Linked DNA regions of Mus musculus: region 1 is linked to region 2. Evidence: chromatin contacts called from public promoter capture Hi-C data. All regions are on one chromosome and are shown on one strand. Each heading gives the region's core, a stretch centred on a gene start, on an enhancer-like site or on the middle of the called end of the contact. The rest is flanking DNA. Distances are from core to core; before and after follow the strand shown.

Region 1 (2,960 bases), core at 193-2,692, 790 kb before region 2:
CTGACTTGTAAAATAGAATTCACAGTAGTTTTAAAAAGAAAATTTACAGGCTGGGCAGTGGTGGCACGTGCCTGTAATTCCAGCACTTGGGAGGCAGAAGCAGGTGGATTTCTGAGTTCAAGGCCAGCCTGGTATATAGAGGACAGCAAGGACTGCACAGAGAAACCCTGTCTCGAAAAACAAAACAAAACAAAACAAAACAAAAAGAAAAGAAAAAGAGAAAAGAAAAAGAAAATTTACGCTGGGCTGAGGATGTTGTCCAGTTGGTAGAATGCTTGCCTAGCATGCACTGAGCCCTAGATTTGGTTCCTCAGAACTGCATACAACTGGGCATAGTGTCAAGTTTGAGGCCAGCCTGAGCCACATGATGAGACCTTGTATGTGTGTACATAAATATACATTCATCAAACTATTATCTTTGATTACAGAAAAAAAGATTAATACCTGTTCGACTTCTCGGTATTTGTTATGGTTTTAGCACAGACTTTGGAATCAGTCCTGGATTAATTAACCCTGTCTGTACCATCCGCTGTGACTCCGGGCAAGAGTCTAAGCTAATTTTATTGATTTGTAAAATGGGAACCATGACAGCATAAGACATTAAATGCAGGTAAGGCACTTAACCCAACGAGTGGCGATAACGACATCACTAACTTCCTAGGGAGCTAAGAGTTTTATTAGGAATACTGAAGGCTTTCCCAGCGCTCTTCTTCCTTAGACACTTAGAAAGCAAGCTTGTCAGCCCTGTCAGAGGTTAGCTCTCTCAGGAGGAAGGCAGGGCACAGCACTGGGCTCAAGACCGATGGATCGCTTAGTAGTTCCCACACAGCCTCTTGGAGCTTTTAAAAGATTGATCAAAGAAAGGCTTTGGTCTGGAAGTTCTTCACAGAGGATAACGGAATAGGGTGTCCTTTCCCAATGCACCCAACTTGAAAAGTCCTCCTAGGCGGGAAGTTTAAGAAACTGCCCAAGTTAACCTCCCTTGTTAATCTCAACAGCGCGCACCACCACAGTCGCCCATCTCAACTCTTCCCTCTCTCACCAACATCCATGTCCTCCTACTAGTGGAGACTTCTTTCTTTCTGTCAAATAATGTCCCTTGCCACACAGGGGTCCTTTCCTCCTCTCCTTCAATGCCTCACCCTCTGCCTTAGACTCTCCTATTACTTCAGCCTCTGCACCTCAGTGTCACCCTTTCTGCCTCGATTGCCTCTTTCTTCTTCGCCTTAGGAACCGCGCTCCTCTGCAGTTCCTTCTTTACCTCTGCCTGGGGCTCCCAAGACTACATACACACACCATACTTTCCTCACAGCCTCTGAGCCACGCTCCAGATCCACACCCTCCCGGCCCTACCCGGCTGCTCCAGGGTCAGCGCCCCCAGGCGGCGGAGGCACTCCTCGTCCAGATCCCACTGCTCCGCCATTCGCGCCCGCCGCTCACCTGCCGCGGCTCGCGAGACCGCCCCCTGCTCGCCAGGCCCCGCCCCGCGTGCCAGGCCCCGCCCCCGACTCGGGCCCCGCCCCTCCCACTGGCCGCGGGCCTTGGTTCTCTAGGGACCGTTAGAGGGACCGGTCACGAGTCTGTCGTCTGCCACGGAATTTAGGACTATGGTATGGAGCCCGTCCCTGAGAAGGGCGTCAAAACCACTAAGGTGGAGATTTGGGGGGAGCTGGTGCCCGAGATGAGAACCTCGGGATTAGGGATCTGACTTTGGGGTATGAGGATCCGAAGGAGCCCCCAGTTTAGAAGAATCTGGGGAGGGCTTGTCTGAGAAGTGGAGAGACCATGCCATGCTGCCTTGTGAGATGAACTGTTCCACACCGCTGAGGATTTGAGGGGGCTCCAAGTTTGTGGGGTGAAGAAGGTGTAGCTCTTTGACGGATGGAAGCCTTTGTACCTTAAAGCCCATGTTTATTCTAGAGCAAGATGAGGATGACATTTAAAGGGGAAATCCAGATCTGACAGTTGGGGGGGGGGCGGGGCAGATTTTGGAGGCACGATGGGAACTCCTGATCTGAAAAGGTCAGAGAATCCTGGCTCGGGGCATTGAGTCCTGTCTTTTGGGCACTGAATTTCTATCACTATAATGTTCTATGGAAGAAGGTTGTGTGTTAATGAGATGCTCTTTGGGATGGAGTCATGATGGATGACCCTCAACTACTACAGGTTTCCCAAGCTGTTGATGGCTGGAGGCTCTCCCCAGACTGAAATAGTTGTGCACTAATAAGTTCCTGAACAATCTTTGGGGAAGAAAGCTCTGGCAATAACAGTTACATTCCTAACTTTTACCAGTAAGCATCCCTTGAGAGTCCTCCCATGGGTGATATATGTGGAAGCAAATTCTTCCTGTTTTTTAATAAGTGGAGCTCAGCCTCCAAATCTCCTTACCTTTCTTTTCAACCAGCTATGTACCTTTAAAGAAATCAGATCAAAAATCAAATCCTTGTATATCTGTGCTTTTGGTATAGGTGGGACCGTTAGTTACCATGTTTATCATGCCCAGCCTACGTCACATTTAAAAGGCCCAGGACTCAATGACATTGGATTAGCTTTTCCAGTTCTGCTGCTGAGCCATTAATCCATTTCATAATCTGTTTCTTTCTCTTCTTGACCACCCAGTGTTCTTCTAGTCTTAAAGTGGCATGTCTAATAGCTCCTCTTGATTTCAGACATTTAGACAGGGCTTACTATAGAAGAAGTGTCCCTCTTGTTTGATACAAGGATCTATTTTCCTGACTCAGAATAAGAGATGTGGGTTTTGGATGGAAGAGGAGGCATTTCCTTTCTTGAACTTTAATAGTCTTGTTCCCACTGCCACCATTCTTAAGCAATTTTGAGTTCATTTTTTTAGTTAGCATACCAACTAGTGGGATTCACTGTGACATTTTCAAACACATACAGCCTTCTTCTTTGTTCTGATGAGCCACTGTTCCCTTAAGTAGTCCCATCCTCTGCTTTTA
Region 2 (2,852 bases), core at 24-2,523:
GAGAGGGAGAGGGAGAGGGAGAGGGAGAGGGAGAGGGAGAGGGAGAGGGAGAGGGAGAGGGAGAGGGAGAGGGAGAGGGAGAGAGGGAGAGAGAGAGAGATGAGGAAAGCTTGCTCTGCCATGGGAAGGTCCCCAAACCTGAAAAAGAAACCCAGGCGCCTTGGGCAAACGGCTTAGCCTCTCTGTACCCCAGAGGGGTATGACAAGGGGACAGTTCCCTCTTCAGAATGAGTGGGTGGGATAGCAGCGATATGTGCTCACAGAAGTTCTGGGTGCTGGTTAGTAGGCACTCAGTATGTGTGAGACCTCCTTCAACAACCCCACATATAGCACTAACCTAGGCTCAGTGCCTCAGTGATCCTAAAACAGACACTCAGCTTGTCCCAGTCCCGCTTCCATCTGGAATGCTGACCAGATATACCATGAGCAGTCCTCGGGGGAGACCCCAAAACATGGAAGGAAAGTGAGAGGAGGGAGACCAGGGTCTTCATACTCTGTACCCTCATCTGAGATTCCCAGAAAACAAGGTTTCTGCTGGGTCTGCCTTTCAGGCCTTACAGGGGGAGGTGAGGAGGCCCTGGTCAGCCCTGTAACTCCCTCAAAGTCACCTGAGCTGGCTCGGTCTTCTCTTTTCTGCTTAGAGACATGAGACAGGTCAGAGCCTCACCCTTATCTGTGTTCAGGAGACCATGTGAGGCTAGGAGAGCTTCAGGGGGACCTCTAGGCTTCTGTCCCACCCACTGGTCTCACTGATGAATGTTCTAGAGCTCCGAACACACACTTGGGGTCAGCTGCCCTTTGGGTTACACTCCCAGTCCTTTCCTTAGCTCCACGGGCCACTTGGGGCAGGACAAGGTCATAGCCTACTCAGAGGAACTCCGAAGCTAATACGTGAGAAACAAGCTGGTGTCTTCTGGGCATCCGTAGAGGCAGTTCATGGTATGGAGTGGGGGAGCCTAATCCAGCCTGTGAATGTAAGGGCTTTCCTGAAGAAGGGGTTATTAGTGCTTGTTGCTAAAGCGTAAGCAGGTACTTACTGTCCTGTAGAAAGGTGGGAAGAGCATTCCAGGCACAAGGAACAATATCTGGAGAGATCTGGCTACAGATGCCACTGCACAGAGGAGAAGTGGGAGCCAAGTCTGAACACACACACACACACACACACACACACACACAGAAGTTATGTCTAAGCCCAGAGGGCCAGCAAGTGCTCATTGGGCTGTGTCAAGGGGGCAGTGACAGACCAAGAGCTGCCCACCTCCTAGGGCTGGCAGTCACGGATGCTGAGCAGATCTGGCTCTCCAAAGTCAATAAGTAACTTGGGGGGACTAGGCGGGGCCAGGCCTGCTCCTGTGGGCCCCGGTGGCATTTTCCACTCCTGAGCAAGCACGGCCAGACCGCCTACCTGCTCAAGTGTCCACCTTGCCTCGCCCCACCTAAGCCAAATTTGCCAGAGCTCCCTGAAGAAGGATTCCTTTCTCCTGGAAACTGGACCAAGGGAGAGGCTTTGGGCATCTGAAGGTGAGTGCCTGAGAGCTCTTGGGTGGGTAGGACTGAGGTTGGGAGTAGGGGCACTGCCCTATCCTTCAGATATCTGGGTAAGAATATTCAGGGATCCATCTTGCAGTCGTGTGTGTGTGTGTGTGTGTGTGTGTGTGTGTGTGTGTGTGTGTGTGTGTGTTAACATTGCACATTCTTAACTTCCTGCTGAGATCTGCAAAAGTTTCTGCATTAGGGGCAGTCTGGTATCTGGAGGGTGGCACTGAGAAACTCAATAGGCCCCAAGGCCTGAGCTACAAGTCTTCTGTTGCTGAAGGAATCGTCTTGTGTGGAATCCTCTGTGACCTTGGTCAGGCCCTGCCATTCAGGCCTTACATGAAGCACGGAACTCTGTCCTCAGAAATGATAGCTGTCTGTCCAGTTGCTAATTTCTGTGATTGGTGGCCTGCTGAATAATTGTCACTTTGGGAATCTGGGTGCTAATGAGGGGTGGGGGGAGATGGCAAGAAGGAGAAAGGGGTTTGGAAGTGAAAACCTCTATGGTGCTGTTTATAAGAGCAAGATCGAAGAAGCAGGATTGTTGGGCCTTACTTGGACTGACTGAGAAGCTGAACATTTGCAACATGCAGGGAGGAGACTAGTCCATACTGAGGTCCCTCTGCCTGTATATACAGGGTAGAACCCTTCTTCTTGACCTTCTGACCTAAATTCTCATTCCCATGTCCCTCAGGTCTGCCTTGACCATGATCTCTGCCCGGCCGTGGCTACTTTACCTCTCTGTTATTCAGGTGAGTTGGGCCCTGTCTCTTTCTTCAGATCTCAAACTTAGGGGTTAGCACCCATGTCCCCAGTCCCACTAGACTCCTGACACTGGCCATAAGAGTAGTATGGGAGTTGTGAGTTCAAAGTCATAACTATGGGCCTGCTATGGAAGCAGGAAGCCTAAGACCAGGGGGCGGACAGACTAAGATCTGGTGGGTCAGGGAGAAGGAGTCTGTGTCTAAGGAACACGGTAAGAACTTCCCCCACAGGCTTTCACCACTGAGGCCCAGCCTGCAGAAAGCCTGCACACAGAAGTCCCTGAAAACTATGGTGGAAATTTCCCTTTTTACATACTCAAGGTAAGCCGGAATGTGGGGTGGCTTCCCATCCCCCCCCCAATACCATGCTTCTCCTGCCAATTGGTCCAGTTCTCTTCCCTGATTTGAATCTCCTATGAGTCTTGCTTCCTAGACAGTGCATGGATTAGTGTAAGCAACTAACAAGATTTTAGTCCCAGAGAAGAGCTGAGCTTTGAGTTAAAGAACAGAAACGGGTGGTACTGGGTGTGGCAGCAGGTGCCGCTCATCCTA

What was found. Promoter capture Hi-C pulls out the DNA fragments that hold promoters and counts their contacts.
Region 1: a promoter capture Hi-C map of pre-B cells shows a contact between it and region 2, with 4 times the contacts expected there. The contact joins the promoter of Lrrc36 here to the promoter of Cdh16 in region 2.

Annotation. Positions count from the first base shown.
Region 1 is chr8:105,412,104-105,415,063 of GRCm38.p6, reverse strand. It overlaps Lrrc36 (leucine rich repeat containing 36), which reads right to left and starts at 1,442. Exons shown (of 14, transcript NM_001170788.1): 1 at 1,354-1,442. The coding sequence starts at 1,423. Kctd19 (potassium channel tetramerisation domain containing 19) reads left to right here and starts at 1,562. Exons shown (of 16, transcript NM_001301173.1): 1 at 1,562-1,610. The coding sequence starts at 1,608.
Region 2 is chr8:104,622,817-104,625,668 of GRCm38.p6, reverse strand. It overlaps Cdh16 (cadherin 16), which reads left to right and starts at 1,273. Exons shown (of 18, transcript NM_007663.3): 1 at 1,273-1,521; 2 at 2,231-2,288; 3 at 2,532-2,621. The coding sequence starts at 2,244. Gm51588 (a long non-coding RNA gene) reads right to left here and starts at 1,300. Exons shown (of 2, transcript XR_003947593.1): 1 at 1,038-1,300.